Linked DNA regions of Mus musculus: regions 1, 2 and 3 are each linked to region 4. A link is a contact called in public HiCAR-type and promoter capture Hi-C data. All regions are on one chromosome and are shown on one strand. Each heading gives the region's core, a stretch centred on a gene start, on an enhancer-like site or on the middle of the called end of the contact. The rest is flanking DNA. Distances are from core to core; before and after follow the strand shown.

Region 1 (5,360 bases), core at 1,099-3,598, 2.3 Mb before region 4:
ATCCCATCAACTGCTTGGTTAGGCCCCAAGGTTTGTTTTTATTATTGTTATTACTACTATTGTCATTATAGTTAGGGTTGTTTAGGTTTTTGTTTTTTAGATTTGTTTAGTTTTATGTATATGAGTGCTCTTTCTGCATGTATACCTGCCTGACTGAAGAGGGCGTCAGGTCCCATTACAGATGACTGTGATTGCTGAGAATTGACCTCAGGACCTTTGGGAAAGTGGCCTGTGTTCTTAACTGCTGAGCCATCTCTCCAGCCCTATAGTTAGGGTTTCTATTTTTGCAATGAAACACCAAGACCAAAAAACAAGTTAGGAAGAAAGGATTTATTTGTCTTACCTTCCACATCACTGTTCATCATCGAAGAAAGTCAGGACAGGAACTCAAACAGGGCAGGAACCCAGAGGCAGGAGCTGATGCAGAGGCCATGGAGGGGTGCTGCTTGCTGGCTTGCTCATCATGGCTTGCTCACCTTGCTTTCTTATAGAACTCAGGACCATCAGCCCAGGGTTAGAACACAGTGGGCTGGGCCCTCCCCCACTGATCACTAACTAAGGAAATCCCCTATAGCTGGATCTCATGGAGGCATTTCCTCAATAGAAATTCCCTCCTTTCAGATGACTCTAGCTTGTGTCAAGTTGACCTAAGACTAGTTCAGGGCACTTACCAATATTTAAAAGCATAAAAAGAGAACGATGTCTACTCCACCCTAGGGACCCTCAACTCTAGTAGCAACTGGCTTGAGCTGTTTGATGAAGGATGAAGGTAAGGCATGAATGCTTTCCAACTGGGATGCAAGGTCAAATGTCATTAATTACGTCCCCTGATAATATGGCTGGCTGGTCCAAGAGGTCTGGAGTGGGGGTGGGGTGGAGGTGGAGTTAGACCTTCACACACCCAGTCACCCCAGGAATGTCAAGGATGGATCACACATAGATGAGGTGAGGAAGTCATGCCTGGAATGGTGAGGATGGATCACATATAAATCAAACTGTTAGGTCTCAAACCCAAGACAAACAGCTAACAGAGGTTACTATTACCATATCAAAGCTGACCCTGGCCACCAAGTTTTCCCACCATCCCTGAGTCTCTACCCATTCCAGGGTCCTCCTGGCTGGCATACTCCACCCCATACCCTAAACTTCTCCAGCCACGAGGCTGGACTGGGTTTTCCCTTCCCCCAGCCTCTCTGGCTCCTATACAATTCAGCCATTTCGGTTACATTATCTCTTAGCCCAGGCTACCCCTCTTTGTTAGTGTCTCCTTTCTTGCTTTCCCTGCCTCTCTCTCTCCACATAGTCCAGCTCAGTCTGGCAATGTTCACTCTGCACTCTCCCAGATGCCTCTTTTTGTCCATATTCTGTATTCTCTCTTATGTCTGTCACAAACCTTCTCCTCCACCATACCTAAGAACATCCTGAGCTCCTCCCATTTCTTTCTCTTTTTTTCCATCCATAAATCATCCCCAGAATGGTGAAGATGTGTACGGTTAGCACTCTGTCTAAATTCCATCTTACAATTACCTGGCAACAGCCAGGTAGGCCTGGCCCACTACAAAAGGGGCTGCTTGCCCCCTCCTCCCTCTCTTACTCCTTCCCGGCTTGCTTCTCTCGTGCCCTCTTGGGCTCTTCCCTTCCCCCTTCCCTTCTCCCTCTCTCCCTGTGGTCATGGCCGGCCTCTACTTCTCTGCTCTCTCTCTCTCTCTCTCTCTGCCTTTCTCTGCCTCTACTATCCACTTAACTCCTCTCCCCATGCCCTGAATAAATTCTATTCTATACAATATAATAGTATAGAATGTGGCTGGTCCTTCAGGGAGAAAGGATGCATTGGCATGGGCCCACTGAGGCACCCCCCCCTCACCACACCCCCATAGAACATGTTCTTATACCTCTTTGTCTTTTTATAATCACATTGTGTGCCACACAGATGAGGTCACCCCAGGAATGGAGGGTAGATCACATATAGATGAGGTTACCCCAGAAATGATAAGGATGTATCTCACATGGATGAGGTTACTCCAGGAATGGTGAAGATGCATCACACATCGATGAGATCACCCCAGGAATGGTGAGAATAGATCACACACCCAGTCACTCCAGGTAAGGACGAGTTACACAGAGATGAACTCACCCTGGAAATGGTGAACGTGAGCCCCCTACAGAGAGGGTTAGGGCATTTGCTGAAAATCCCTGCCACCGAGATCAGAGAAAACGGAAAAGGTTAAATACGGAAGAGACCTTCAAAGGTCACCTCCCTCTTTGCATGGAAGAGGAAGCCAAGGTCCCAGAAGGCTGCGTATCTCTCACAGAGTGCATTTACAGAAAAACCCAACCCAAGACTGCAGGCGCCTTCCACTGAAGTAACAGAAATGGGAAGGGGAAAAAAAAAAAAAAAAAAAAAACACTGAGTGAGTCAGGCGAGCGGGGGACACGGTCTCCCTTCCCCCTACCTCGGGGTGGTGGCAGGCAGCCAACTGGAGCTTGCTGCATATTTAATTTAAACCTTTGTCTGCCCTGGCAAGGACAAAGTACAATCTGTTTTATGTAAAAAGTCTTCCCTGAGGAAAGCCTCAGCCTCCAGCTGCGAAACTGATTGATGTTCTTAACTCCTCCCCCCCCCCCCCCCAGCCTCTGTGGGGATCCGAGGTTGCAGTTTCCAAAAAAAGAGTTGGGGGGGGGGGGAGGAAAGCACTCCAAACAAACAAGCAAAACAAAATTTCTTGCTTTTATTGTGTTACTCTCAATCTAGGAGAATTAGCCTGAAACTAGAGGGAGAAGCCTACAAATAAAGCCTATATTTTACAAGCCGATTTCAGAGCCCCAGATGGGAGGGGCTGGGACAGCAAGCTGCCGCGGGAGGCTGGAGTCTCGTCTAGGAGCTTTGTCTACAAGCTCCTTCTGCCTTGCCTTAGATGGCCTAATCTAATCAATACAGATACCAAAACGTCCTAAAGATGCCTTAAAGTGAAGCCTTCGTGTCAAGGAACATCACCGTTGGAAATGGTCACCGAACGTGAGATGGAGATTAGGAGTCACCTTGTTTTGAGAGCTCTGTGGATTTCCGGGTAGCCTGTTTCAGAGACCCTGATTTGGGAGATCATATGTCTTGCAAAACCAAGGCGTGCATTGTTGCAACTCAGTTTGGGGTCACCTCCAAGTGTTCCTGGACCTTCTAGACTTCTGCCTTAGACTGAAGCACTTAGTGACCTCAGTCTCAGCTGGCGCTCAGTGTTCAAAGGTTAGCGTCGAGGTGCGCTGAGGAGACCCAAAGGGGGCGGAACCACCCTGCATAGCATTAGACTTTTAACTCTGCTCCCGCCCTCGGTCCCCTGTATCAGATTGGTTGGAAGGAGAGCGTGGGTTAAGGGGGCATGGACCTGCCTTCCCCTTTCTGGTTCAGGAGCCAAACTTCATCTTGGAGTCAGAACAAAGCCATGGCCGGATCACACTAAGGAGCTCCAGCCTGTTTTGGGACAGAGCCAGGACCCAGAAACCATTGCCATGAGCCACCAGCTGGCTGCGGTCCCGGAAAACTTGTGCAGCTGCCGCACAGGCCAGACTGGGCCTGCACACTGTCACAGTGCCAGGCCCTCCATTAAGGCCCCCGTCTCCGCTCACACCCAACTTGCCCCGCGTACTTTGGCATCCTCCTGCCTTGAGGTGTGCCCTGGGATTACAGGGGAGACTTCAGAACCACCGAGTGACCTGCCTCCTCTTATCTTTCTGGGAATTACACAGTTGTTCTGGAACCCCTTGGAGAGGTCAAGGTAGATGGCTCCAGTCGCTGGTCTGATGAAAATGGAGGATTGAATCATTTCCCTTAACTCTGTGTGGTCTAATTTAAGTGCCTGTCATTAGTACTTCTAAGGAGAACACAGGCGCCCTAGCCCTGAAAACTGAAATCCCTCTCCGAAGGCCCTAATGATGGGGACAAAAAAAAAATCAATGAATGGCCACATTCACAGCTGTTTCCAGAAGTGTTTCCTGCTTTCTTGGACATTAAGCTCCAGTAATAAAGTTAACAACAGTACAATCATCCCGAGAAAAGGTCAAAGAAGAGGAAAATCTGTTTTGAAAAAAGATCCTGCCATCTCTTCCACACACCCGAGATTATCTCGCCATGCAGTGAGTGATTTCTCCGGGTAAACGTTCCCATTGACCCTCAGTGAGATGATCTGAAAGATCTGGCTTTTGCCCCAGTTGTATGAGTCCCTCTCCTGCTTGAGTATAAGCCTCCAGAAATCTGACAGACTGTAACAAGTCCGTCTTTAAAGGATTTGTGTGTGTGTGTGTCTCATGAGCACACACAGGTTAGAGTACATACACGAAGGTGCCAGCAGAGACCAGAAGAGTGCCAGGCAGTTGTGAGCCTCCAGACATGGGTGCTAGGAAATGAACTTTGGTCTTTGGCAAGAGTTCTTCTTAACCACGGAGCCATCTCTCCAGCTCCCCAAAGCTGCCTTTCGAATCCCTTATCATCAGGCAAAGGTCTACAGGCGTTCAATAAGCCTGGGTCTTAAGCATCTTTCCTGATATAGGAAACAGGGCAGGATGCCACAGTGGGGTCAGTGACCTAGAGTCCCTGTGGAGGGTGACCCAGTAGTGCTGAAGCTGTAAGGACAAGAAAGACTTCCAGGAAGCTGGCAGCGAAGGGGAAACGGTGGCTATGTTGCTTAGTGAAGTGATAAGCACACGTTAGCAAGTGTGCTGAATTCAGAGGGCTGTGTGGATTAACTATCTGGGAATGTTTCTGGGAGGGGGTGGGGGGTGGGGGCAGTAACTGTTGAGCTCAAACTTAAAAGATGGGCAGGCTTTGGTGATGGCAGAAATGGAGCGGGCAGACTCGTAGCAAGATGCATCCCGGAAGACGTATGACTCCTCCGGATACTGAGATGGGACAGTGCAGGGCGTGTTTGGAGCACAGAGGGTCCTCTGGAACAGCTGGGGTGCACAGGATAACATAGGGAGTGACAGGAGCTAGATTGAGGGGTCACATCAGACGAGATGGTGATTGTTCTGGAAAACGAACCCCCTGGATTCCATCCTAGAGGCAAAGCCGAGACACGTGGAGAATCTTAAGCAACCGACAAGGTCAAGGGATTTAAGTTAGTGTGTACGGCAAACGAAAGGTCTGCAGAAGTCTGGAGTTCACTCCGGATGGATGAACAAGCCTATTGTCCTATTGTCCAGTTGAACCTCCTACAGGACTGGCAGGTTTTCTCCACCCCAACCAGATAAACCCCAATTCTCCTCAAGCCCCCAAATTCAAATCTTGAGAGCTGGAAATCTTCCTTTCCCAGACAACTCCTCCAAAACAATTAACACTTGGCTCAGACTGTCTGGTACCCTAATGTCTG
Region 2 (5,411 bases), core at 934-3,433, 2.0 Mb after region 4:
CCTGCTTCAAGTTCAGGATGTCTGCATTTTAATTCAAATATTCTGTCATGTCTTTACTGTTAGTAAAACCCAAACAAACCACAAACATGTGCTGCTCACACAATAGCACTTCGCACTCCAATTACAGAAGTACCATTCAGATATAACACTGCTGTAAAAAATAATCCACCCATCTCCATTTCTCCCTCATTCTTAACTGAGGATACAGCTGCTTCATCAACCATGTGTTAGTGCCAAGTCTTCCATTTGAGAAGACAGGGGAATTCCTATAAGCATGTCTCTTCATCTCCTATCTACAAGGTAAGAATTTCAGTCTGATTTCCACTAGCATCCTTCGAGGTACTGGAAGTAAAAGAACTTTGGAAATCCTAAGGACTGACTTATTAATCAGCTACTACCTTTACACCGTATAATCAAATGAAGGCCCTACAACCCTTTCTTAGGCTTCCTGGAAAACTTTTCTAGTTGTAGATCTTTTTCCCACCTTCAGGAGCTTAGATAATTTCCAGTTAAGTTAATGATTTATACAGACCATTATTGTATTATATAGAACACTTCCCGATAAGTTATTTTATTGCACCTTAGACATTACAAACAAGCAACTGCCCAGGACAACTAGGCCTCAACTTTATCTCTTTTCTCTACAGTGCTCTTCACTCTACATGCTTTTGGTTTTTTGGTTTTTTTGGTTTTTTTTTTTAAGATTTACTCATTTTATGTATATGAGTACACAGTGGCCGTCTCCAGACACACCAGAAGAGGGCATAGGATCCCATTACAGATGGTTGTGAGCCACCATGTGGTTGCTGGGAACTGAACTCAGGACCTCTGGAAGAGTCAGTGCTCTTATCCACTGAGCCATCTCTCCTGCCCTCTACATCTTATTTTAAAACTATTTTTCTCATTTATATTTAAAGAACTTCTATTAGTTAAAAAAAAACTTATACAGACTACCAAAGAAAATGACTGTACTAGATGCTCTGGTAATGCAAATCAAAGATTGCAATTAAAAAAAAAATCATATCAGAGAAGATCATAAGCCCCAAACTCCTTACCTGGGTGTTTAGCTTTAAATTTGGGTAGCTGTTCTGTGGAAAATCGAAGGTATGAACTCATAGGTTTCTTTGGATAGCTACCCATGCTGGAAAAACACTTCGGAATACAGACAAGACTACACACAAGTAAAAAGAACGGAATGTCAGATACGTGTAACAGTCATACACAGATCTCAGATTCTAAGTACAAAGTCAGCCAAGGTGCTGTACATCCAACACCTCCACCTAAAATGCTAATAACTAGCCCAGCAGTTGTGGCACAGGCCTTTAATCCCAACATTCTAGTGGCAGAGCAGGTGGATCTCTGTTAAGTCAATGACAGCCTAGTCTACAAAAGGAGTTCTAGGACAGCCAGGGCTATGCAGAGAGACCCAATCTTTTAAATTAAAAAAAAAAAAAAAGTCAACCAATCAACCAAAAAAATATATAATCGTAATAACCTTTGAGTGCATTTCCCTTCCCTCTGCTGTGCTAAGAATTCAATTAAACGCAAGGGGCTTCAGCTGTATAAGCTCCATAACCGACTTACTTTAACAACCTACCCTAAGCAAAAAAATAAAAGAGGTTGCAGGGCTGAGGCTTGCAAACAGGGCAGGTTTGGGTGACCTAGCCAAACCAAAGAGGGGTGAAGCAAGTCCTAGCATCATGGGTGACCTAGCCAAACCAAAGAGGGGCCTGCAGGGCTAAAACAAGTCGTGGCATCCTGGGTGACCTCCTGGCAGCGTCCGGGCGAGCGTTCCGCGCCACAACTTCAGGGCCCGCCTCCAAGGCAGAAGGAGAGCGCCCTAGGCGCCGAAAGGTAGAAGGTGACAGGAAGTGGGGTCGGGTACCAAAAGGCGCGAGACCCCAGGCGGCCCGGAGGACGAGGGTGGGACGAGGGCAGACGGACGCCTGAACGAACGGCGTCCCTCGCCCGCGGCCTACCTGATAGACGAGGGGATGCGACCCCCGCAGCCCGCGCACATCTCGACCCCCGTGCGCCCCAGTGCTTTTAGCACGCTCCACATTCCCCGGAACAGCGCCATCGCTCGGGCCGACGAATGATGGCCCGGCGCCGTCCGGTTCGTCTCACGCAATACGGTGCCTATGGACTGCCACACTACCAGCGTGGGAACTCCGGGGGCTTGTTATCATGCCCGCCGCGCGCGGGGTACTGTGGGAAGCCCGGACTTCCGGTCCGCGGCAGGAGGCGGGGAGGACAGGAGGTGCTGTGCGTCCCCCACCGCTCAGTGGGCGGGGCCGGGCCGAGGAGGGGGCGGAGCCTGAGGCTAGGGAGGGTGGGCCTGGTCTAAGGTGGGTGTTGCTGAGCGGCGGCTTACCCCCAGGCCCCTGCCATGTGTTCTCCTGGGCTGCCTGCGTGCTGTTGCTGGACCATGGGCCTGGGCTGCCTACTGAGCTTCGTGACGCTGGTGCTGCGGCTTGTGTCACAGTGCCTGGCTACTGAAGTTAGAGATCCGTGGTACTGCTGATGCCCCAACAGCAAACTGCATGTTTCATGAGTCCGCAGGAAAGCCCACAAGGCTACTGGAGGGGTGGAAGAGAGGGAGGAGTGGTCTTGAAATGGATCGCCTTATTTATCTTCTCTTTAACAATTAATAGAAAGGAATGAGGGTTCCCAAGATGGCCCAGAGCCTGGCAAGCTGAGTTCTATCCCCAAGACCTACATGATTAAAAGAGAGAACCAACTCAAACAAGTTGCCCTCTGACTTTGACATACACACACACACAAACATGTACACAAAAGGAAATGTGTCACGAAAAAAAAATTAATAAACTGAACCCAGCTTGATGGTGCAGGCCTGTAATCCCAGCCCTTGGGAGGCGGAGGCAGGCATTCAAATTCATCCCCTGCTACATAGCAAGTTCAAAACTACATGAGACCCTGCCTCAAAACAAAAACCCAAACAACTAGCCCTCATAATAGCAACAAAGCAAGAATATTCTTCACTTGATCTTCTCCAAAAGGCTGAGAAGCGATAGCAAAAATATTCTTATATTAATACCTGAGCAGGGCATGCCAGAGCCCTGAATATTGTTTCCCACTTTGCAGATCACGTGGACTAGATGAGCTTAGCCAGCCAAACCACTGAAATTGTGGGACCAGGATGGACTTGAGGTAGTGTACAGTTTGTGTCCTACAAAAAACTCAATTTTTGTTTGTTTGGTTGGTTTTTTTTTTTTTTTTAATTCAATGGCATGGAAAAGATTAGGAAGATCTAAAAATGGTCAAGGGCTTCAATCTGTTAAAATATGTTGCTTAAGGTCTGGGAATGTGGCTTAACTGGTAGGGATGCCTGCCAGGATGCACAGAAAGCCGTTGGCTTAGATCCCCCCCATAAGCCAGGATCCTCACATAGAGCAGGCATGGTGTCTTAAGCCTCTAGTTCCAGAACTTGGGAAGCTGAGGCAGGACCACAAGTGCAGGGTTATCCTTGCCTACAAAGTAAATTCCAGGTCAGTCAGGCTAGAGACTTTGTTTCAAAGGTAAAATAAATAAATAACATTTAAAAATAACTATGTCATCCATCAGGCTCAGAGGTGAATGCTTTCACTCCAATCACTCTGGAGGTAAGAAGTGGGTAGAGATCTGTGATTGAGAGTTTGCTCTATATACAAGTTCCAGGTCGGCCAGAGTTAGCATGGTGAGAATATACCTAACAACAACAGCCTCTTCTGCTGCCTACCTGTACTTTTTTTTTTTTCTGAAAAGAAAGCAAAATCTTACTAGTGTAACACTGAGCTGAGAGTCTACTTCCTTTCTGCAGCTTTAAAACATTGTCTCCTTCAAGAGACAGAGGACCACACCCACTCCTCTAAACCCACTCCTTCTAAGCCCAGTTTACCATCACTTCCGGTTTCATTTCATTCTCTCTTGAGGGTAAAGGGGACTTCCAGCTCGTCCTTTCAAACCTCCTGTCACAACAGCAACAAGATCCTTTGTGTTTGGTTTGCCCTTGGAGTGTATCCAAACAGATGTAAAAACACATTTTCCTGTAAGTCCAGGCACCGAGCAATTAGAAATTATAGCGTCTTCCTAAAATGGAAGTCTGCATAAGACATAATTTCTCCTTAACCCCCTGTCGAGAGATTTCTAAAATAATTTGCCATTATAAATCAAGTAGAATATATCCTTGTAATGTTTTTATTGTAGATGCATTCTTTAACTGTCTGCATTTGCAGCTACTAAATAAATAAATAAGTAAGTAAATAAATAAATAAATAAATAAATAAATAAAGCTTAGCACAACACAGCCTTTCCCCAGATTCTGTCCTCTATGCCCATAATTCTGTCTGTCATAGCCTCATGGCTTATGTATTCTATGTAACCCAGATCTCTCATTTCATCTCCAGACCCCACTGAGTGCCAATGCTGCATGGTCCCTGTATTTTAATACGGATCACAATCCTTTTAGAGTCGTTGCCTTAGGACATCTCTACCATGATGTCTTACTGAAACCCAAGTTTTAAAATTCTGTGAACAAAAGTAATGGTTTTTGCACTCTATTGATGTTTCCTACTTCCCTCATCCAAGTCAATAAATTCCTGTTCATTGTAGAATCTCCTTATTGATACGCCACTCGATAACCCACTGCTGAGGAGGAATGCTGCTGAGGAGGGATGGATGCTGCTGAGGAGGGATAGATGCAGCTGAGGAGGAATGCTGCTGAGGAGGGATGGGTGCTGCTGAGGAGGGATAGATGCAGCTGAGGAGGGATGGATGCAACTGAGGAGGGATGGATGCTGCTGAGGAGGGATGGATGCAGCTGAGGAGGGATGGATGCTGCTGAGGAGGGATGGATGCTGCTGAGGAGGGATGGATGCTGCTGAGGAGGATAGATGGATGATGATGAGGAATGGGTGCTGCTGAGGAGGGATGGATGCTGCTGAGGAGGATGGATGGATGATGATGAGGAATGGGTGCTGCTGAGGAGGAATGGGTGCTGCTGAGGAGGGATGGATGCTGCTGAGGAGGGATGGGTGGATGATGATGAGGGATGGGTGCTGCTGAGGAGAGATGGATGCTGCTGAGGAGGGATGGATGATGCTGAAGAGGGATGGATGATACTGAGGAGAGATGGGTGCTGCTGAGGAGTGATGGATGCTGCTGAGGAGGGATGGATGCTGCTGAGGAGGGATGGATGCTGCTGAGGAGGGATGGATGGATGATGATGAGGGATGGTGCTGCTGAGGAGAGATGGATGCTGCTGAGGAGGGATGGATGATACTGAGGAGAGATGGATGCTGCTGAGGAGTGATGGATGCTGCTGAGGAGGGATGGATGCTGCTGAGGAGGGATGGATGGATGATGATGAGGGATGGGTGCTGCTGAGGAGAGATGGATGCTGCTGAGGAGTG
Region 3 (5,195 bases), core at 1,816-4,315, 2.1 Mb after region 4:
GCGGGGACCGGCCGCGGGCGGCTCACCTCGCACAGCGGAGTTGGAGCTGAGGCCCATGGCGCGGGCAGCAGGAAGGCCGTGGCAGGACCGCGCGAGCGAGCGCTGGGGACCGCGGAGACTTGGGCAAGACGCGACCTCGGGGCCCACTCACTGCCACTGCGCAGGCGCCGCGGCAAGCTGGGAGCGCGTGTGCCGGCGCGCCGGTAGAGTCGCGCATGCGCAGCTGGTCCAACCCGGCAGACGGGTGAGGATTTGACAACCGCGGGATAGCCTTAGGCGCCAAGGCGGTGACTGCGTCTGCGCCGCCCGGGCGAGCCTATCCAGGCCGGGTTTTACCGTCGGTCCAGTTGAGAGCGTTTCAGGTGACTCAGGACAAGTACCTGCAGGACTGTCGGCCGATGGCCTGCCGATCCTTTGACTTTTGGTAATAAGTTACACAAGGTGTGGCCAGCTCAGCTGTGGGTCCTGCAAATCTGACCAGCTCCACTGTGGGTCCCGCAAAGACAGATTTTGCCTTAGGATGCCAGTGCAGGCACACGGGCATCGATGGAGCTGTGTCTAGAGCTTCCTCTAGCCACATTGGGCCTCCATCCCTTCAGCCTCTGACCCTGCCACTCATGCATCCAGAAAGTCCCAGAAAGACAAAAACAAAAACAACTTGCTTCGGCTGGTGAAGCAGCTCAGCGGCTCTCTGCTTTCACAACGGTATGGTGTTTGCCCAACATGCACAACACTCTGCCTTCAATTCCCAGCATTGCCATGAATAAATAAACATAAGTAGACTGTCCACTTAGAAAAACGATTTAGAAGGCTGCAGTGGCTTAGATGCCTAGGACCAGCTTCTGCATGGAGAGGGGTTCTGAGAGAAGGGGTGCCTGGGAGCGGCGAAAACAAACGACTTGGGTCCAAGCTGGCGGCCTTGGTTCTGCTAAGATGGCTTTCCAAATTGCCCGCCCTCTTTCCCTCCTTCAGTCTGTCTCTCTCTCTTTTTCTCTCTGTGTTCTGCTCTGATGTAGACAGATTTTCTTGCTATTTTACAAATTCTGATTGAGATAGCTTTCTCTGCTAGTAAAACTAGAAGCTATCAGGAAAAACTGCTACAAAAAATTATTGGATCTTCAAACCAAGTCGGAAATTCTCTCAAGAAAATATTCTTGAAGAGCTGTTTTCGATCTCCAGAGATCTCCATACAGCTCTGCTCTCCTTAGAGGAAATTCTATTTTTTTTTTTTCTTTTGGTTTTTTGAGACAGGGTTTCTCTGTATAGCCCTGGCTGTCCTGGCACTCACTTTGTAGACCAGGCTGGCCTCGAACTCAGAAATCCGCCTGCCTCTGCCTCCCAAGTGCTGGGATTAAAGGCGTGCGCCACCACGCCCCGCTTAGAGGAAATTCTAAAGAACTGTTATTGCTGTCTGCTAGCTCAAAAGTCCTGGTTTGTTTTTTTTTTTTTTTTCATTTTTCTTTTTAAATTTACACCTCAATTCAATTATTTATTCCAGGTTCTCTTTTGATTATCCTATGAATCAGCATCCCCTGACCCCACCCCTTTGATTCTTAGGAAAACAGCAAGCACATGTTTTCTTTTAACATTGCAAAAGAATTCCGAGATCTGCCTGCTGTGTTACACACGGTTGCTAAGCTAGCTGGGTGGGATCAGCTAGCTGGGTGGATCTCCTGAAAAGACCATTTCTACCTGAGCTTGGATTTGCTGTGCCCCAGGCTGAACTTGAACTCAGGAATCTGCCTGTCTTTGTATCTTTCTGACAAGCTGGCTCATTAGTGCAGTTGTCTTTGCTCCTTTAGAGTCCTGAAGCCCCTCATAATTCATATTGCATCCTGAAGGTCCTGGGTTTACCATTTTGCTGAAACATTAGCCACACCTTTGCCTCCTGTAATACTCATGCTGTCTTAGATTATCATGGAGTCATTATCCTTAAGAGAGAGGACATTCCCTGAAGGGATGTGAAAACATGTACATTATTTATTACACAAACAAGCCTTATGCCCACAGAAGACACTGGACACTTTCCACGAAGGGCTCAGCAACATCTGGAGGCTCACACCAGGGCCCTGTACCAGCAGCAGGAACTGTGTTACTCTGTTTCCACCAGAGTTTGGCACTTAAGAGATTCAGCCTTGGGGCTGAAGAGATGGCTCAGCAGTTAGGAGCACACTGCCTGCTCTTCCGGAGGTCATGAGTTTAATTCCCAGCAACCACATAATGCTCACAGCTATCTGTAAAGGGATCCGATGCCCTCTTCTGGTGTCTGAAGACAGTGGCAGTGTACTGAGTACTCACAGACAATAAATAAATAAATAAATCTTTAAAAAAAGCATTATTAAAAAATTTTTTTAAAGGAGATTAAAAGCAATATATCTTTTGCATAGGACCTAAGTTTGATTCCCTGCGTCCTCATCGGTGTGCCCATAATGCCCGTTACTCCAGTTCCAAGAAACCCCACTCGTTTGGCTTCCCTGAGCACAATTAACAAGCTTAAGAAAAAAAAAAATGAATTAAGATGACTGTCAATGTCTAACACATAAACTTGTCATGAGTACTCTGAGGTAGTGGTCGGGCAGGGTGCCAACTGGAAGGTGTGAGAAGAGACATCTTCAGTCAGGATGCTTCTGTCTCTTTGATCTGAAAGGGCAGGGCGTTGTGGGAGGTCTGCCCCTAACCAGTCACCTCTCTGGGTTGCTCTGCTGCGGGTCTCCTAGGTCTAATGAGTTTTTCACATAGGGACTCCGGACGCCAGTTCGCTCCCTGAAGTGCTTGCTGGTAATGATGCAAGCAGGGGCATTTGAGACAAGTCCCATCCTGCGGCCTCTGAGCATGCTCAGTGCAGGTCGGCAGCGGGCTGGGACTCTAGACCCGCTCAGTTTGGCGCTGGTCTACCTTCTGGACGTGTTCCGTGGAAGGGGTGAGCAGGTCTGGTCCGGTAGCTTCTGCGCATGATCAGTGTGGAGCTGGCCCCGATCCAGTAGGGTAGCCTCTGGGCATGCTCGGCACCGCTGGGCGGGATCCTGGCGAGTAGCTGTTGCGCATGCTCAGAGTGGAGCTCGCCCGGCCGGAGCGCACAGGGGGCGGGCAGAGGCGGGGCCGCGGCGCCCTTATCCCGGGCGCGGGCGGCCGGGGTTCAGAGTGCGGGCCGCGGAGCGGGCAGCGCGGTCTCGGCATGGGTCCGCGCGCTGGGCCTGCGCGGGCGATGCCGCCCCGGTCCTCCCTGACGCCTGACGCCGAGTGTCGCCGCCCCGATGGCCGCCGAGCCCCCAGCGCTGCGCCTGCGGCCGCCGGGAAGCACCGGAGACAGCCCGCCGGTGCCGCGCCTGCTCGGAGGCTGCGTGCCGCTGTCGCATCAGGTGGCTGGCCACATGTACGGCAAGGACAAAGTGGGTGAGTGCGGCCTCGGGTCCCCTACCCCAGTCCTCTCTGTGCTCTGTCCCGGCAGTCCCCGGCCTCCGCCGTGCCTTGCTCTGGCAGTCCCCGGCCTCCGCTGTCCCCAGCCTCGGTGGTGTTGTGGGTTTAGCCGTCGCCACCCCTACAGTCACTGGTCCCCACTCTCCCCACCCCGGCATTCTCAGGCCTCCGGGTCACTGTCTTAGCTGTCCCCAGCTCTTCTGTCCCCACCCTGGCGTTCCCTGGCCTCCCATCCCGGTCACAGCTGTCTACGACTCTTCTGGTCCCCACACGGCAGTCCCCGGCCCCAGGCGTCCCGCAGCCTAGAGTCACCGGCTCCCGTTGTCCCGAGTGTCCCCTGTCCCCGGGGGTAGGAAGCCGGGCGCCCCCAGGAGCAGCCACAGGCTCCTAGTGGCGCGGAGAGGCGTGCCCCTTCGCTCCAGGGAAGGCGAGTGATGATTGGAGAAGGCGTTAGTAAAAATAAGGAACTTGGTTTTCTTTTCTGGACCGGGAAGTAAATTCTCTCTGGAGCTCAAGCTCTGTTTATTACCAGGAATAGTAATTGTTAGAGGGACCCAGATGCTTGATGCTAACCCGTCGCAGGAGGGGAATCAAAAGCAAACTGCTATATGTTTTTAAACTTGCCTTGGCTCATCCAGGATCACTCCCTGTCCCTTGAGAAGGATTCTCCAGTGTCTTTGATTGCGCTGGGAGGCGTGGTTCGGCGGTGCAGATCCTTGCCTCCTGGGTAGGCTTCACACTGGCTGTTCCCGAGAACAGTACACATATAAAATATGCATTCTTTCCTTATTCATCTTTATAGACTGTTCCCTGGCATTTGTTATGTGCTTTGTGAATTCAAGATTTGTAGAAACAGCGCAGGGTCCACTCCAGGGCAGAGACTGTAATTCAGTCCGATACTCACAGCGTTTGGGCACGGTAGTCATATGAAGTGTAGGGTGAACTTGGGACTCTTGTGGATATCTGACCCGGAACAACCGTTAGAGACGGTATGTGGGTATGTGTTTTGCTGATAAAGCGTTTCAGGTTTAGGCTGGTAAGGCAATAAATTTCTTTCTTTTCTCTCTTCAGTGGTATAGAGGATTGAGTCTAAGACTTTAGGTAAGAGCATTACCACTGACCTACATTCCCGAGGACTTCCTCTTTTTCTTTAAAGACAGGGCTCCCTAAGTACCACTTGGAACTCACTATAGCCTAGGCAGGCCTTGAACTTTGGATATAAAGCTGAGGGTATAGGCATGAACCTGCATTTTAAGACAAGCCTGGTTAAGCATCACACTGACACACTGTCCCAGAACCAAACCAACACCCACCCTTTACTGTGCTTGTGGGAAGCACACAGCCTGGAGCTCAGCTGCCATCAGGAAATGTTGAAAGACTACATCAGAGTTAGGAAACTGCACACTTGAGGTTCTTGGCTAAGATATTTCCTTCTGTGCATCATATCTGGAGTCTGCTTGACCCGAAACAATGGGATTCCTAAAGGCCTAAGAAAGTGATTAATTCCCTGGAGGTCCTGGAGACTATGTAAAAAACAGACCCAAATCAAGATCATCTGTGATTGGCACCTGGGACTAGCTTACAATGCTAGCGCCCTGTTTAGAGCCAACTGGTGAATAATTCCAGAGTGCCCTGATTGTGACTTTAAACCATGTCCCAAACAAACAGCCTGGAAAGAGCTAATTTCTCACCCGAACTGCTTCGTTGAAAAAAACGATTGAGATTTCAGAGAAAGTAGTCCCTAGTTTTGCTCTTAAGGGTTTTCTTGTTTGTTTGTT
Region 4 (4,918 bases), core at 1,561-4,060:
TTGGTACAAAGTTCCAGTAATTTTTTTTTTTCTTCTGCTGTCTCTGAAATCTCCATTAGTAGCAATTTATTTTCCTGGAAGTTCTCCAGATCAGTTCCCCCTCAAGTTTAGGTATGCCATGAGGTCAAAAATGGTAGCAAAATGGCTAGTAGGCATTCCTTATCCACTCTACAAGGATGGTCGGGGGGGGGGGGGGGGGCTCAGGAGATGGTCAGGCACCCCAAGAGTATGCACAGTACTAGGTGTCTTTCTACTCTTACAACCTCTCTGATGCTTCAGAAATATGTGCAGGTGTGTGCATATGCTGCCATGTGGGGGGAGGGGTGGTAAAGGGTGGCACTCGCCTGTGCACGTACTTGTGGAGTTCAGAGGTCAACCTTGGGGTTGTTCCTTAGGATCTGTCCCTTCCCCCCTCCCCCACAGGAACTAGGGGCCACTGAATCAGAGAGGCTTTAGAACCAGTGAGCCCCAGGCATCCTGCTGTCTCTACCTCTGGCAGTGTGGGGGAACCACAGGGGCATGCCATTATGCCTGGCATTTTTCGAAAGTTATGGCAGGTTCATCTTTTGAATGTGTGACTGAGGAAGTGAAAGACACCTGAAGGGGACCGGATGTTACAACAAAGGTTAGTGATAAAATAAAGCCAGCCCTCGATGACCCTGGGGCACAAAAGTCAACCACTAACAATACTGAAAAAATGCAAATTGCCCTTGCCTCAGTTACCCCATCTGTAAAATGGTTCCAATGGCCTGCCTCATCAGTTGTGGTGGTATAATAATCTTAAGGAAAAAAAAGAGAGGAAAGCCATTCCCCGCTGCACTTGGGGCCACAATACATATTTCTTAGTTTCTAAGTTCCCATTTCTTAGTTACTGTTCTATTCCTCGGTGCCCCAAGGTAGTTTGAAAAGAACTGACTTGCCGAGAAGTAGCTAGTTAGCAACAACGGGGTTAATTAACTTTCCCTAATATATTCCTGGAGAGAGTATCTATTGATTGAGTCTTTCAACATGGTGTCCTTTTAAAGCAGGCTGAGGGGAGTCTACCCCTTGCCAAGCAAATGACCATATTCAGTCACGATCCACCTTGAACTCCTCAGACACGGGAATTTGACTTCTTCCTTCCTTCTCTTGCTAGCATCAAAAGGTTATGGCCTTGATGACCCCATCTCCAACCACAACAGTACATTAAGGATTGCTTAAATACCGCAGGTTGCCTGCACAACATTTTCTTATTTAAAAACATTTCGTTTGCTTAGCCTGTTGGTGGTACAAACCTGCAAGGCCGAGGTTGCAGGAGTTCAAGGCCAGCCTTGGCAACATAGCGAGAGTTGGAGACCAGCTATGGGAGGATCTAAGGGAGGGGCAGGAAATTGCCAAAGAGACTGGAAACCAGAGATCCTGGGGAGGAAGAGAAGTCCATCTAAGAAAACCAAATGTGGTTTCCTGAAAAGGAGGGACGGAGGCGTTACTGTGAGAGAGGGTTTTGTTTGCTATTCATTTTTTTAAGGGAAGTTGAAGGATAGCCCTAAGTAACCGTCCTCACAGTAAAATACGGCTATCTATCTTTCCCACCCTTTCGAGATGCTGGCAAGGCCTTAGCTAAGAACTGATGGAGGCCAAGGATGTAGCGTGGCCATTTTTTGTGTGCTCCATGTCAGCCTTTAGAAGGGTTTTATAAACGTAGCACATCCCTAGTTGAAGGCATTCACATCCTAATCCGCCAGCTGTCTCGTCTCGTTGCAGGACTAGAGTGAGCGGATTACACAGCCCAGTCTAACAGGCAGTTGAGAAGGCGGACTGAAAGTTCCCTGCGGACAGGAGCCAAGTTAGTTGCAGTTCCCTGTCACCTCCTTAGAGCATCGCGTGATGCCAGACACCCCTAGGCACCTAGGCAGTTCTTCTGCGGATCCGTGAAAAGTAACCAGAACTCTGCCCCCAGAACTCACAATCGGCTTGAAAGTCCACAGTGTCCCCGAAACTGGTTTTCCCTTCCAAGATTTCCTGCAGACCCAGAAGAGGCCGAAATCAGTTTCAGCTCCCCCCCCCCGCCCCCCAGCCTCTCTAAAACAGCTGATTTCGGGGTGGGAGGTGGGGGTGGGGAGGACCGGGTGGGGGGAAAAGCTGGGCGTCCCCCCCCCCCGCCCCCTGCCGGGACCCCTTGAGCCCGGTGCAGGGGAAGGTGACCAGGAGGGGGAGAGCCAGCCCGCACGTGCAGCGCCCAGGGGAGGAGGCTGGGCCAGCGCAGCGCTTAGTCAGCAGCTGGGCTCGGTTTTGAAACAAAAGCCAATGTCCTCCCTCGGAGTCCGCGGCCGGTCAGTTCCTAGGGGGAAGAAAGCTATGCTGCCCAGCCGGTTAGTGGCCCAACTTACTTTTCCTGAGCCCAGGACTGAGGGCCAGCGGATGTTCGGGAGTGGGTGGGATGCTGCGGGGAGGGGGCGCGGGGACAGCTCGCACACACCCTGCCCTGCTCTGATCTCCGCTTGGCTTAAGGCCGGGTCCCCGGGGTAGCGGGACGCACGCTGATCCCGGCCCTGGAGCCCAGGCCCCTCCGGTGTGCGTGCAGCCGCAGCACCTTCGCCACCTCGCGTCCCACAGCTCAGACACACCAGGCCCTGGTTTCATGAATGAAATCCAATCGTGTGGTTATAAATAGCCGCCAAGGCTGCTCACGTCACGGTGGAGAGAGAGAGAGCGATCGGAGGCCGCCACCGCTTTGCTCGCTCCGTGCCCGGGCGCAGGGTTCCGCCCGGTGCCCCGCCTGGCCAGGAAAGGGGGCGGGAGGAGGGCAGGGCTGGCGGCGACAGCGACCTGGGGACGAGTCCCGTGGCCTGCGCCGGGACGCGGACGCGGCCGGGTGCGGCTGGGCCATGCTGCCTTTGTGCCACGCCGGGCGGGTGGCGCGCGGTGCGCAGGGTCCCGGCGTCCCCGCGAGCGCGCGCGGCGGGGGCCGCTGCTGAGCGGCGGAGGGAGCCAGGTCTCGCTCGGCTGCAGGGTAGGTGGCTGTGTCGTGCTGAGTGTCCCAGTGAGCAGCGGAGCACCCTCACCAGCTCCCGATTGCCTCGCGGGTGGCAGGTGGGGACCCCGGCCCATGTTCCCACCCTCCCCCAGCAACGTTTGCGAGAGTGAGCTGAAGGGATGCGGGGGGACAGTCCCCTCCCAGAGGAGTGAGCTGAAGAGATGTGGAAGAGCACCCGCCCCGGCCGCACCCCTAACTTGTAGCGGCAGACAACACGTACAACAGGCACCTTAGCAGTCCGGTTGCACCAGGGCCGGGTGCTGCCGCGCCCCCGGGGAAAGGCGCCTTTTCCTCGAAGGACTCTGGTGGGGAACTTGGGACGCGAGAAGCAGGGTGCTCTGAGCCCTTGGGTGTTTGCCCTGCCCCAAGCAGTGTCTTTGGATGCACGATGACGCCCCTCTCCCTCCCCTCCCCCCTAGCCCTGTGTCTAGGGAGTCTGTTGTGAGTTGCTGTGCCAACAATACACGCTGCCTTGTGAGGGGCTTGCACACACCTCAACTTAAGTGTTCAGCTAGGTTCACAGCCAGGGGGTAGGGGGAGAGACACAGAAGAGATCCACACTCACACCCACCCCCAAAAAAGTGGAAGGAAGGCAAGACTGTGTAAAAAATGTATATATAACATTTGATTCCACTGTTGGCCGTGGGGTTTCCATCCCATATCAAACTACTCAACGGAGGAGCAAAGTCAATATTTAGACTCAGACAAGCCAGAAAAGTTAGGAGGGAGAGCCAAGCACAGGGTTCTGAGTTGGCTTTGCACGTCAGCACAAGAGCTGCGCCTTTGGGACTGCCTGTACACATATGCTGGGGCATTGGGGGTGGAGGCATGCATTAAGCTTGATAAGTTACAGAAAGCTGGGAAACGCTAGATAGTAGCAAGCAGAGGAGACATCCTGACTGAATCTCCCTGGTCTGTGCTTTTGGGGAAACTACTGAATACTCAGCCTGGGGTTTCAGCATGAGGTTCTCTGTAGGTTGTGCTACCTGCCATAAAAACATACAAGAGACTCCAAACCATGCCATGCTTCCAGAGGCATTCAGCTTGGCCAAGGGCAGATAATAAGCCACCAACAGGCTCATAAGTTCACTTTTAAACACTCTTTTGAGACTCAGTGTATTATTTCATCTTCAGTGATCTTTGGGACGCCTATGAGAACCAGTGGTTCCCATTAGACAAACTCAATCTTTGGACTGTCAGTAACATCTGAGTGTTGTCCCCACAGGGGAAGCAAGCAGTCAATTATCATATTAAACAAGATTCTTGATGAGACTCCTGGATCATATTTGAAAATCAATGGGGGTCTGGGTTTGATCCATTCCTTCCCATGGTGGGAGGCTTTAGCCCATCTCTATCAACAGTCTCTATGTTCCAAAGTTGTGAAGGTCACGGGCATCCCAAGGTACAGGGTTATGTATGCTCACAAGGATGCACACAAGTAGCCTGGTTGATGTTACCGACTTATTACTTCTACAGAAAAAGAAAATAATTAATAATAATAATAATAACAGAAGAAACCAGAATTCATTGTGTTGGGGTTAAGATGGTGTTTTAAAATGACAATTTTTTTTAAGAAAATCTCCCACTCCCTTGTCTATTTGAGAAAACCAGTGAGTTTTCACTGTGCTTACCATCCATTTGTGGCTAAGTGCTTTTTCTGTATCATCCCCAAATGCTCAGAAATATACTTCTTCGAATGCTATAAAATGCTAACATAGCTATTTCAGGAGATACTTGACCCAAAGAAATACCAGTGTACACAGAGCATAAACCAAAGTTAGTCAGACTCTGCCCATCCTCGCCTGTGGAGAAAGATACAAAGTATGTTAGAGAAAAAAAAAGAGTTCCTGTGGGCTGGTGGCAGGCAGAGGGATTTTAACAGTATTTCTCTCTATTCTCTAG

What was found. Promoter capture Hi-C pulls out the DNA fragments that hold promoters and counts their contacts. HiCAR-type assays count read pairs that join an accessible place to other places.
Region 1: a promoter capture Hi-C map of pre-B cells shows a contact between it and region 4, with 5 times the contacts expected there. The contact joins the promoter of 1110002J07Rik here to the promoter of Rhobtb1 in region 4. A contact is called at or near these places in 1 of 39 promoter capture datasets (pre-B cells) and 1 of 9 other capture datasets (liver).
Region 2: a HiCAR-type map of astrocytes shows a contact between it and region 4, with 2.3 times the contacts expected there. The contact joins the promoter of Tfam here to the promoter of Rhobtb1 in region 4. A contact is called at or near these places in 1 of 39 promoter capture datasets (liver) and 2 of 115 datasets of contacts at active chromatin or transcription factors (astrocytes and large pre-B cells).
Region 3: a contact with region 4 is called in a promoter capture Hi-C map of liver, with 8 times the contacts expected there. The contact joins the promoter of Ipmk here to the promoter of Rhobtb1 in region 4. A contact is called at or near these places in 3 of 39 promoter capture datasets (embryonic stem cells and liver) and 1 of 115 datasets of contacts at active chromatin or transcription factors (large pre-B cells).

Annotation. Positions count from the first base shown.
Region 1 is chr10:66,918,036-66,923,395 of GRCm38.p6, forward strand. 1110002J07Rik (RIKEN cDNA 1110002J07 gene) reads right to left here and starts at 2,349. Exons shown (of 5, transcript NR_138561.1): 1 at 2,135-2,349; 2 at 344-354.
Region 2 is chr10:71,235,861-71,241,271 of GRCm38.p6, forward strand. Tfam (transcription factor A, mitochondrial) reads right to left here and starts at 2,184. Exons shown (of 7, transcript NM_009360.4): 1 at 1,980-2,184; 2 at 1,056-1,171. The coding sequence starts at 2,080.
Region 3 is chr10:71,344,698-71,349,892 of GRCm38.p6, forward strand. It overlaps Ipmk (inositol polyphosphate multikinase), which reads left to right and starts at 3,066. Exons shown (of 6, transcript NM_027184.2): 1 at 3,066-3,393. The coding sequence starts at 3,255. Cisd1 (CDGSH iron sulfur domain 1) reads right to left here and starts at 152. Exons shown (of 3, transcript NM_134007.4): 1 at 27-152. The coding sequence starts at 57.
Region 4 is chr10:69,210,384-69,215,301 of GRCm38.p6, forward strand. Rhobtb1 (Rho-related BTB domain containing 1) reads left to right here and starts at 2,811. Exons shown (of 11, transcript NM_001252637.1): 1 at 2,811-2,992. It overlaps A930033H14Rik (RIKEN cDNA A930033H14 gene), which reads right to left and starts at 2,715. Exons shown (of 2, transcript NM_001331193.1): 1 at 2,370-2,715; 2 at 1-2,001. The coding sequence starts at 2,622. The coding sequence ends at 1,943.